Regions from separate parts of the Mus musculus genome. Here regions 2 and 3 are each linked to region 1. The links are chromatin contacts, called in public promoter capture Hi-C maps. All regions are on one chromosome and are shown on one strand. Each heading gives the region's core, a stretch centred on a gene start, on an enhancer-like site or on the middle of the called end of the contact. The rest is flanking DNA. Distances are from core to core; before and after follow the strand shown.

Region 1 (3,541 bases), core at 952-3,451:
GGACCTGAGCTCTATTCCCAGCACCCACATGGTGGCCCACGCTATAGTTCCGTGGGATCCAACAACCTCTTCTGGCCTACTCAGACACTTCACGGATGTGGGGTGCAGACATGCAGGCAAATACACATTAAATAAAAATAAATAAATCCAAAAAACAAATAAGAGCTGGGCTGGTGACCCTTGCTTCTAATCACAGTACTTAGGAGGCAGAGGCAGTGAAACCTCTGTCAGGGCAAGGACAGCCTAGACTACACAGTGATTTCCAGAACAGCCAGGGCTATGTTAAAAATGGCTAAAGATAGGCAGATAGACAGACAGACTGACAGATAGATGGATCGATTGATCTGAAGATATTTTGACAACAGCTAAAAAAAAAAAAACCAAAAAAAACCCCTTATTACTAACCAAGGGAAAATGCAAAAATAATTAAAAGTTCCTCAATTTTAAGTAAATATCCAAAAAGATTGGTTGTATAACAAAGTTGAAGAGTCAAACAGTATTTGAATACCATTACCCAGAGAACATACTTGAAAGTGTAACTCCTAGTATCTTTTCTCAACACTCTAGTTAAAAGCTTCCTATCTCAAGTGTTTAGATGTTGAAACTGTTTACCTTAAATTTGTAATCAATAGAAAAATGGCCTTTTTCTGGACTTCTAACAACTCACTTCTGCTCCAAAATTACTCAACAAAACAATAAAATCCAAAAGTTTAAAGCGATGAAACAGATAACACCCCTTCTTCCTGACACTCGAGTGCTTATCTTACAGTATCATATGCAGCATACACGTATTTCTGATCACAAATAATAAGACCCACGAGTGACCTGGCTGTCTATCCCTCCATTTTTTTATAGATGTAATTTCAGAAATCGAAGTCCACCAAAAAGGTGGCTATAAGAAGAGCCACTGCTTATAGGGCTATAAGAAAGCCAATGCTTGGTCATTTGCCTGAGGACCCGAGGTGGATCCCGGTGTCCCATGTGGTGGTTGGGGAGAGGTTCCTGCAAGCTGTGGACTAAAAGCACCCCCTACAATGCGTACATTCACAGGTACAATATACATACCCACAAAACAAACCTGTATTTTAAACATCGTAAAGAACAGTAATGAACAAGTCGAGGGGGAAAGGGTGCTGGCCAGCGCCAGGTGTGGTCGTGAACGTCTGTTTAACAATACAATTTACATATTAAGTATCTCAGTAATAAAATGATCTAATACACTTTTAAACAGAAGAAAGTCTGGGGAACCGCTAATATTCGAGAGTTCTTCCAGGCTTTACAAGAAAGCACTAAGAGACTAGCACATCGACTGAATATGATACTTCTGGGTATTTCCAAGCTGTTAGCATTTCCTTAAGACAGCAAAATGAAATTCACAGTTATTTCAATGCGCCTAGCCTAAACGGCCTCATACAAAATTTACAGGCTACACTAAGAAAATAAAATTCTTTGAATGTTTTGCTCACGGAACCCACATCTCCTACAGAAGTAAATAATCACAGCTCATAATCAAACTTGAATACAGAAGAGCTAGGGCCTACCTCGGATTCCGCAAAGGAAGTGTCAGTATACGAGAATAAGCTTCAGGGGCAAGGTGCACCATACACAGGCCGAGAAGTCACAGGACAACAACAGCCGCAAAGACACCAGGCAGTTAGATCAGGCCACCCAAAGAGCCCCTCAAGGTCATTCAACCTCTTGACAACGACAAGACCTAAAGAACAACTAGTCTCCCCAAGAGTCCATATCGGGAACAGAAAGGCTGGGGACGTCCCCGGCACCGCTCGCACGAGGTGCCCAGGTGCCGGGTCCATTCAGAACCCCCGGTCCTGTGGACACGGAGCAGCCAAGGCAGGATGCAAGGAAGCAGTGTGACAAGCTGGCCAGGCGCCCACGCCCATCGAAGGGTGCCCCGTCCCGGGGCGATCGGGAACGCGGTGCGGGCCGCGCATCAGGATCGCCGGCGCCCGGAGATGCGCAGCCCCTGGGCCGCCCGCGCGCCTCACCTGGCAGAAGCAGCGCTGTGCCGCTGTCTCCGGCCGCCGCTCCTCGCCGTGGCCCAAGCGCAGCAGCCACACGACGCCCAGGAGTCCAACGAGCAAGCCCCAGGCGCGGCCCATCGCCGCTCGCCGCCCACCGCCCTCTACCCGCGCCGCCGTGCTTGGCTCCCCGGCGCAGGCCGCGCGCCCGCTGAAGTAGCCTGCGCCGGCCCCGCCCCGCGCTCCGCCCTGCGCCCTCCGCGCTCCCGCCTCCCCTGCGGACGTGCAGCGGCGCGCGCCTCTGTCCACGCGAGCCTCGGGCGGCCGCCTTCCTGCGCGCCCCGCTCACGCACCCGCCTCCGGTACACCTGGCCTGCAGCTCGTCCGGCGCAAAGACGCGGTCCTTCCGGGGTCGGGGTATCCCCCGAGCCACACTGCCCGGGGCCTGCGCCGTCCTGCCCGCCCCGCCCCGGAGCTCACGCCAGCCAGCCCATCCTTTCTCAACACTAGGAAATCCCGAGCCTGGGTTACGTGTCCGCCGTGCTCTGGCTGCCTAAGCCTTTTAAAAGGATGTTGGAGTTCATCTCGGGGAGCACGGCCGTACACACGATTCAGTGGCTTTCTAGTTTTTCCCTTCCTACATCCTACAAAGGGAACAGGTGAAATTGGTTTCCAAAGGGCTGTGCACCGCGGCTTACACCTATAATCCAACACTCCAGAGACTGTGGCAAGAGGATTGCTCAATGTCAAAGACAGCTTGAGCTACATACTTCCTGCCCTATAGAGTTAGGCTCTATTTTATAAATAAATGTTTAAATATAATAATAAAAACATGTTTTTATTAAACTAGCATAGAGAAGATATTAGCTCAATGTGTAGTCCCGATTTGTTCATAAAAAATTGACTCCTTTTTTGCTGTATTTTATGCGAATTAGGCATATTTCACAAGCTAGAGAGCAATGTGGTAAAGACTATTCAATCTCTCGTTTCATAAGTGGAAATGGGGAAAGCTGTTGCTAAGAACTGGAGTCAGGCAGTGAGAAGCCTTGCTTAGCCTGTTATCTATAGCATGCACTGTACACAGAGTAAGATAATATGGCCTTATAAGCTAATATTGTCTTCACGATAGCTATATTCCAGCTCATACTTACCTTTTCTAGAACCAGATCATAGTGTCTCTGTTACAGGTGTTTTTGCTGGTGTTCTTTTCACACTGTTCCAGATTAAAAGCAAGTTTCCATTCAATTCACTTTGCAATGCCGAGCTTGGCCTTGGAAGTACACAGGTGCATCGGCTCCATAAAACTGACAATGTCGTCAGTTTTCTTGGCTTCGTTGTCTCGTTTAGCTTGGGGTAGTGCATTTTTATTTTGATGAAGGGTCTCACTGTGTATTCCTGACTGGTCTGGAACTTACACTGTGGACCACGCTGGCCTCGAACAGGCAGAAATCAATTCACCTCTGCCTCCCTAGACCTGAGATTAAACACCTGTTGCCACCACAACCAGTCTTCCAGTCTTATTTTTAGTTCACTAATAATTGTGTGTAAGATATGTTTTCAAT
Region 2 (3,115 bases), core at 246-2,745, 2.1 Mb after region 1:
GGAAGTAAGTAAGGTCTGAAACCCACCTAGACCCTTCATCGCAGCATCACCCTACTGTGATGAACACACTCCTGTGACTTTAACACCTGGCTAAAGCTGGCCTGATAAATACTGTGCAACCACAGTCGGAAAACCAAAACAAGAGGGCCTGCTCATGGTCAGTCGGTCTCAGCTCCAAAGGAGGCTGGTGGGAGCTATGTGAAACCTTGTTTTAATCCTCTCCCCACCAAAAGAAAAAAAGGAAAAGAGAGAAAGTGTCAAACACAACTACTAGAGAAAGAGTTTAAGCAAAACTTGTTAACACGGTTGTCTTAGACAGGGTGTCAATTGCTGCAACAAAACACCATGACCTAAAAGCAAGTTGGGGAGGAAAGGGCTTATTCAGCTCACACTTCCACTTTGCTATTCATCATCAAAGGAAGTCAGGACTGGAACTCAAGCAAGGCTGGAACCTGGAGGCAGGAGCTGGTGCTGAGGCCACAGAGTGACCCTTCTTACTGGCTTGCTTCACTTTCTTACAGAACCAAGGATTGCAGCCCAGGGATGGCTGCCACCCACAAGATGCTGGGCCCTTCCCCATTAATCATTAACTGAGAAAATGCCTTACAGCTGGACCTCATGTCGTCATTTCCTCAACTGAGGTCCTTCTTCTCTAATGGCTTGTGTCATGGTGATGGTCAAGTGGACCTCTCAGGTCAGCTCCCCTGCCTGTGCACTCATCTTAAGATTCTCCGTCTAATACTTACAGCAGGTTAGAGAGAAATGACAGCGTCTTCAGGAAAAGCAGAATCCACTGACACTTGTGGGCTATTTTGGGAGGTTACTAGCATACAGGTCGGGTAGAGTCTCATCTCTAATACGCTGTCAATGCTTTAGGATAATCTACATTTTTCATGCCAATTTTTTCCAAAGGTTTTTTTTCTTGTTGTTTATGTGTATGTCTATTTCTGTGTTGGGGTGGATGCATACTGGTGTCCAGTAGAGGGTGTCGGACCTCTTGACGCTGGAGCTACAAGGAGTTTGTGACCTGCCCTACGTGGGATGCTGGGAAGCTAACTCTGCAAACAAGTGCTCCTTCCTAACTGTTGAGCCATCTCACCTAGGCCATTTTTAAATTTTTTCGGGACAGTCTCGTCCCAGGCCATTCTCGAGCTGGTATGCAGCCACGGAGGACCTTGAACTCTTGATCCCACTTACCTGAAGCAGTTTCTGGATCCACAACAATGTCGCAACACAGAAAACTCCACCGATCCGCAGAAGGAACTCCCGGACCGACCCTTCACGGAACTGAAATTTCCCGCTGCCAGCCGCTGATTGGAGGGACTTTTGCCAACACTTCCGGAAGCTCCCGCCCCTTCCCCTCGAACGAGGCTTGCGATAGGTTGGTTCTGTGCGACATTTAAATTGTTTGGAAGGCAAAGGGTTGGGAGCGGGAGGGCGAGGGGGAGGAGGGAGGCGGTAAACCCGCTAGGCGTGGCAGCGACACACTATAAACTCAGTGGGGCGGGCCGCACTTGTTGGCTCTTCAGGCCGGTTTTCTTCTTTCCTTTTAAACGTGTTTGTTTGTTTGTTTGTTTGTTTTGGTTTTTAAGACAAGGTCTCACTATGTCTGGGAACTCACTATGTAGACAAGGCTGGCCTCGAACTCACCGAGATGCTCCTGCCTGTCACTGAGTGCTGCTGGGATTACGGGCTGAGCATCCACGCTAAAAAAAGGCAAAGGTTTTAAGTTAAACGAGATCATTTATTCCATTTCTCCTTCTTTTCTAAGGCAAAATTAACGTCTGCCTTAGAAATCAACTGAGATTTCTAACAGACACATAAACGAAGGCACACATCCCATGAGATATCAAGAAAACAAAAACGCCTGGGCCAGGACAGCTGTGCTGACCATGTGTTTGTAGACTGATCGGTATCCAGTAGACACCGGGAAGATAAATTAGGAAAGAGTTTGTAAGTTTGGCTTTTGCTTTTTCCCTGCCAACATCTTGGGAAAGAGGACCAGCTGCCTGCAGCTCTATAGCAGCACTGAGACCTCTGGGACATACAAAGAGAAAGATGAAGATAGGTAACTGACATAATATTCATGGTTATGTTAGATCTGATGGGGGAAAGAAACACCAATTTCGCGAGTGGCTGATTAAAGCAAGCTATATCTGATTAAAGCAAACTGGCCAGCCAGCTGCGGTCTCCCAAAGTGGAGATTTCAGAGAGCAGCCCCTCACTGGCTTTTGAGGTTCTTTTTATGGGAATGGGTCAGGGTTGCTAAAAAAAAAAAAAAAAAAAAAAAAAAAAGAGCCGTTGGAGATAACTGACTCTTAGTGCCTTTAGCATCTGGGCCAGCGGGAGAGTGAGCCACTCGGGGTTCAAGGCTACCTATGGGGTAGATAAATGCAAGAACACAGCATGTGGAAGGGGAGTCATCACAGGTGTTCAGGAACTTAACAAGGCAAAGGGGTGGGCGTACATCATGGGGTCACAAGTTCAGCATAGGTTGAAAAACATGGTTTGCAGGAAACAAACCTGTTCTTGTAAGGTGTTAAAAGACACCTTAAGACGTAGTAACAGTGTGTGACAATGTGGTTCCTGTTTGGGTTTCACTGTTGTTTTAAAATAGCTGAGACTGGGGGCTGGAGAGTTGCTTGGCAGTTGAGAGCACTTTCTTGCCCTGGCAGAAAACCCAGGCACCCACGTGGTGGCTCACAACTCTCTGTAACTCCAGTTCTAAAAGATCCATCACATTCTGACCTCTGTGGGCAAAACACTCATAGGCAGAAAACAAAATAAATCTTAACCCACCACCACCACCCAGGGACCCAAAACTGAGTCTCTATTGGCCTCGGCTACTTGAGGGGAGTGAATCGGGAGGAGTGGGTGGCACCGATCCCGGGCGGCGGCCGTGCTTCACAGGTTTGTAGGTGATGGAGAACTCGCCCAGGTAGTGGCCTATCATCTCTGGTTTGAGCTCCACCTAGTTGAAGGTCTTGCCATTGTACACGCCCACCATGCTGCCCACCATTTTGGGCAGGATGATCATGTCCCCTCAGGTTTGTCTTCACCACCTCGGGCTTCTCCATAGGTGGCGCCTCCTTCTTGGCCTTTCTCAAGGGCTTGA
Region 3 (3,118 bases), core at 558-3,057, 2.3 Mb after region 1:
GGGGGGGGGGGGCGCAGGGGGGAGGGGAGAAATAGTCTTTCGGTAGCTACATTATACCTTATAGTTTTCAATAAGGTTTAATTTCTGATTGTTTTAAGAGATAACTCAGATGGGGAGTGCTAATTCCTTTTAGCAAGTTAGTTGTGGGTTTCAGCGACATGGACATGACATCGGTGAGTAGTGAGCAGCAGTCACAGTTAATTATAACTTAGGTTAATTATGTGTGTTAACTATAGTTAATTATGTTACATTTTACTATACTTCAAAACTTAGAGGATTAGTCTTAAATACCAATAGGGCTTGCCACCTGTAACATATCTAGTACATCTTTTTGTTTTGATGTGAGCAATTAGAAAGCTTATAGGAAGGAAGCATCCAGCTGTTCCCCTTTGAGAAGTCAAAGTTCATCCGAATAGAAGTGGCTGGCGCATTTATACTTCTGTATCGACTATAAGAAGTAAGACGTTTGGAGGATTGCTTCCCTAAAGACCATGCTACTATGTAACTTACGAAGGAACCTATGTATCATTTGTATGCAAATGATGGTGTCCTTTTCCTAATGTCAGAAAAAAAAATCTAACTGGAAACTTTTTTGTGGGTGGAGGGGGCGCAATTACAGAGTTGTTTGTAAGCTATTCAAGAACCTTTACATTCCATTACAGAAATGATACAGTTACACTTTGTATTAAGCTACTAATGGCCTCACTTCCCAACAAAGCCAAATCTTCTGGCACTTACAGGTTCAAGAGACAGCAGCTCAGAAACAGTGTTTTGCTGGCCTTGGAGCTGGTGAGTGCTGAATAATACTCATGAGAAAGGAAAAGAGCAAGCTCCTTGAGAAGTGGTGATTGGACACTGGTGGAATTCTCAATACCTCATCAGGCTGTTGCTACAAACGCTTCAGCTTTCATTTCTGCTTTGAAGAGCTCTGAAAGCTTGGGCGGAAATCATTCGAACGCAGACAGATGCGCAGCATTCTTGTAACTAGCCTATGATGAGGACATTCTCTGTTGTTAATGTTGAGACTTATCTGATGCTCCAATCATTAAGGATTGCTCCTGGGTAATGGTAATGGTGAGTCTGATTCTATTTCTCTACCCCACACTCTAGAAGCGTGCCAATCATTTGGTAACTTTTGAGGAGAGTTTAGAGTATGTTGTAGATATGTTCAGGGCAGTGACTGGCGTTGTCTGAGATAATAATAATAATAATAATAATAATAATAATAATAATAAAACACTAAAAAGCAACACCGGAGAAAAAGCTTCCATCCTCGCAGCAAAGAGCAGAGAGACGCAGAGATTCTGGTCAACCCCTCTTAGCGCTGCAGTTTCTAGTTATTTAACCTTGCTTAAGGAATGGCCAGCAGCCAGCAAGCATTGCAGCCTTACAATATTTGCACACAACTTATTTAGGTCGGCTCTATAAATTCCTCGTTTTGCGGATTTCGGAGGAGAAATCCCAGCCGTGTGTGTGTGTGTGTGTGTGTGTGTGTGTGTGTGTGTGTGTGTGTGTGTGTGTGTGTATGTCTAGCAACTTGGAGTACGGTTAAAAGGAATCAACCCGTGTCGGGGGCCAAGTGGTACTTTTGTGCGAGGGTCACGTGAGACCAAGGCCGACTGGGGGAGGCAGAGTAGGGTTGAATGGATGAAGGGATTCCGCAGGGACTTCCAGGCGGAGGGTGACGTCTCTGCAGCCCAGCGCGGGGCATCTGGAGGCCGCCGGCTGCGCGGACCTGTCCCTTTAAGGGGCCGGTCTCCGGGCCCCTCTGGCCGCGACGCCCGGACGTGCGGAGCCGCCCCGCCCCGAAGCCGCCCGTTTCCTGCGGGGCGGCGCGACGGCACCTGAGCTACTGCGGCGGGGCCTGGGAGCGCGCTGACCAGGAGGTAGAGCTCGCGCCGCTGCATCGTCCCGGCCTGGTACCCGGCTGCGCAGGGTGAGGAGCAGGGCCGGGGACTCCAGGGCGCGCGGGCGCGGGGCGCAGGGCGGGGGGCTGCGCTCGCGGGGTAGGCCTCGCACGGAGGTCGCAGTGTGCAGCGTCCGCCCAGGCCGCGCCGCCGCCGGCCCGCTCCGAGGATCCGCCTGCGGGTTCGGGCTCCAGGGTTCTGGCTCGGCGATCTCCCCGTGGCTGCAAGGTCCGATCCCAGGTCCGCGAGTGGCCGGAGCTCCCCGGCCATCTCCTCTGAGGGCGAGGTCGATCCGCCAGGGCCGCGGGGTGACCGAGGAGCCTATTTTTAGCTGGGCTCGCAGGCCCCAGGGCGGGCTGGCGGATTAAGGCTCTGATGAGGGTGACCAGAGGGAGCGCCTCGCCTCGCCTCGGGCGCCCTGGGCTCGGGCTGGGCCACGCGTGCGCCATGCTGGAGCGGCTCTCCCCTCGCTTGTCCCGGAGCGCCGCCCCTCCCACCACCCGGTCCTGGGAGTTAGGGGAAATCCTGCGAAGTTCTCCCTCTCTCCCAGGGGTGTGTCCGCCTTGGTGTCCAACAATAGAATTTGGGGTGTCCCGGATCTGGCCGCTTTTGGCGTAAGGGAGCAGAGTTCGGCCATCCGAGACCGGGGCTTGGGAAGCAGCGTTCTCTTCTTTGTCCGGCTGCCTCTCGGTTTAGGTCAAAAAGTGCGCTGTTTAGTGTCTTCGGGTCCTTCTGGGAGGAGGCGGAAACCCGGATTCTAACAGCAGGGCCACTGCTAGAAGTGGATTCCTTAGCAGCTATGTGGATTAGCATAGCTTCAGAAGCTGCGGGCCGAATAGAATAGTTCAAAGTTTTGGAGTGTTCTGAGAAATTGACAGCTCCACACCCAGGTAAAGAGGAGCTCCCCAAAGGTGAACTAGACATTGAGTTGTGTAGCAGGTGACTTAGGGGTGATTTAACTTTTTTTTTTTTTTTTTGCCTGAATTAGGTTGCACTTGTTTTCTCCCCTCACCCGCAAGCACTGGCAGCAGTGGCTCTGGTGTGGGTAAAAGCATTTGGTGATGAGACCTGAGATAATCTGTCCATGCTGCCCTGGGGCATTCCGGCTGACCTGTGTTCTGTATGTGCCGCGGTAGCCTTTCATATCTGATGTGTTGCTTGGTAAATAAGCCTCTTTCCCATTCCACCTTTCTTTTAGAGACCTTACACGA

Evidence for each region. Promoter capture Hi-C pulls out the DNA fragments that hold promoters and counts their contacts.
Region 2: a contact with region 1 is called in a promoter capture Hi-C map of pre-B cells, with 7 times the contacts expected there. The contact joins the promoter of Dlgap5 here to the promoter of Ero1a in region 1. A contact is called at or near these places in 2 of 39 promoter capture datasets (liver and pre-B cells) and 1 of 484 Hi-C or Micro-C datasets (B cells).
Region 3: a contact with region 1 is called in a promoter capture Hi-C map of liver, with 10 times the contacts expected there. The contact joins the promoter of Ktn1 here to the promoter of Ero1a in region 1. A contact is called at or near these places in 2 of 39 promoter capture datasets (hippocampal neurons and liver).

The regions. Positions count from the first base shown.
Region 1 is chr14:45,316,371-45,319,911 of GRCm38.p6, forward strand. It overlaps Ero1a (endoplasmic reticulum oxidoreductase 1 alpha), which reads right to left and starts at 2,202. Exons shown (of 16, transcript NM_015774.3): 1 at 2,007-2,202. The coding sequence starts at 2,120.
Region 2 is chr14:47,416,912-47,420,026 of GRCm38.p6, forward strand. Dlgap5 (DLG associated protein 5) reads right to left here and starts at 1,496. Exons shown (of 19, transcript NM_144553.2): 1 at 1,198-1,496. It also overlaps the pseudogene Gm8353.
Region 3 is chr14:47,647,504-47,650,621 of GRCm38.p6, forward strand. It overlaps Ktn1 (kinectin 1), which reads left to right and starts at 1,808. Exons shown (of 39, transcript NM_001347527.1): 1 at 1,808-1,936.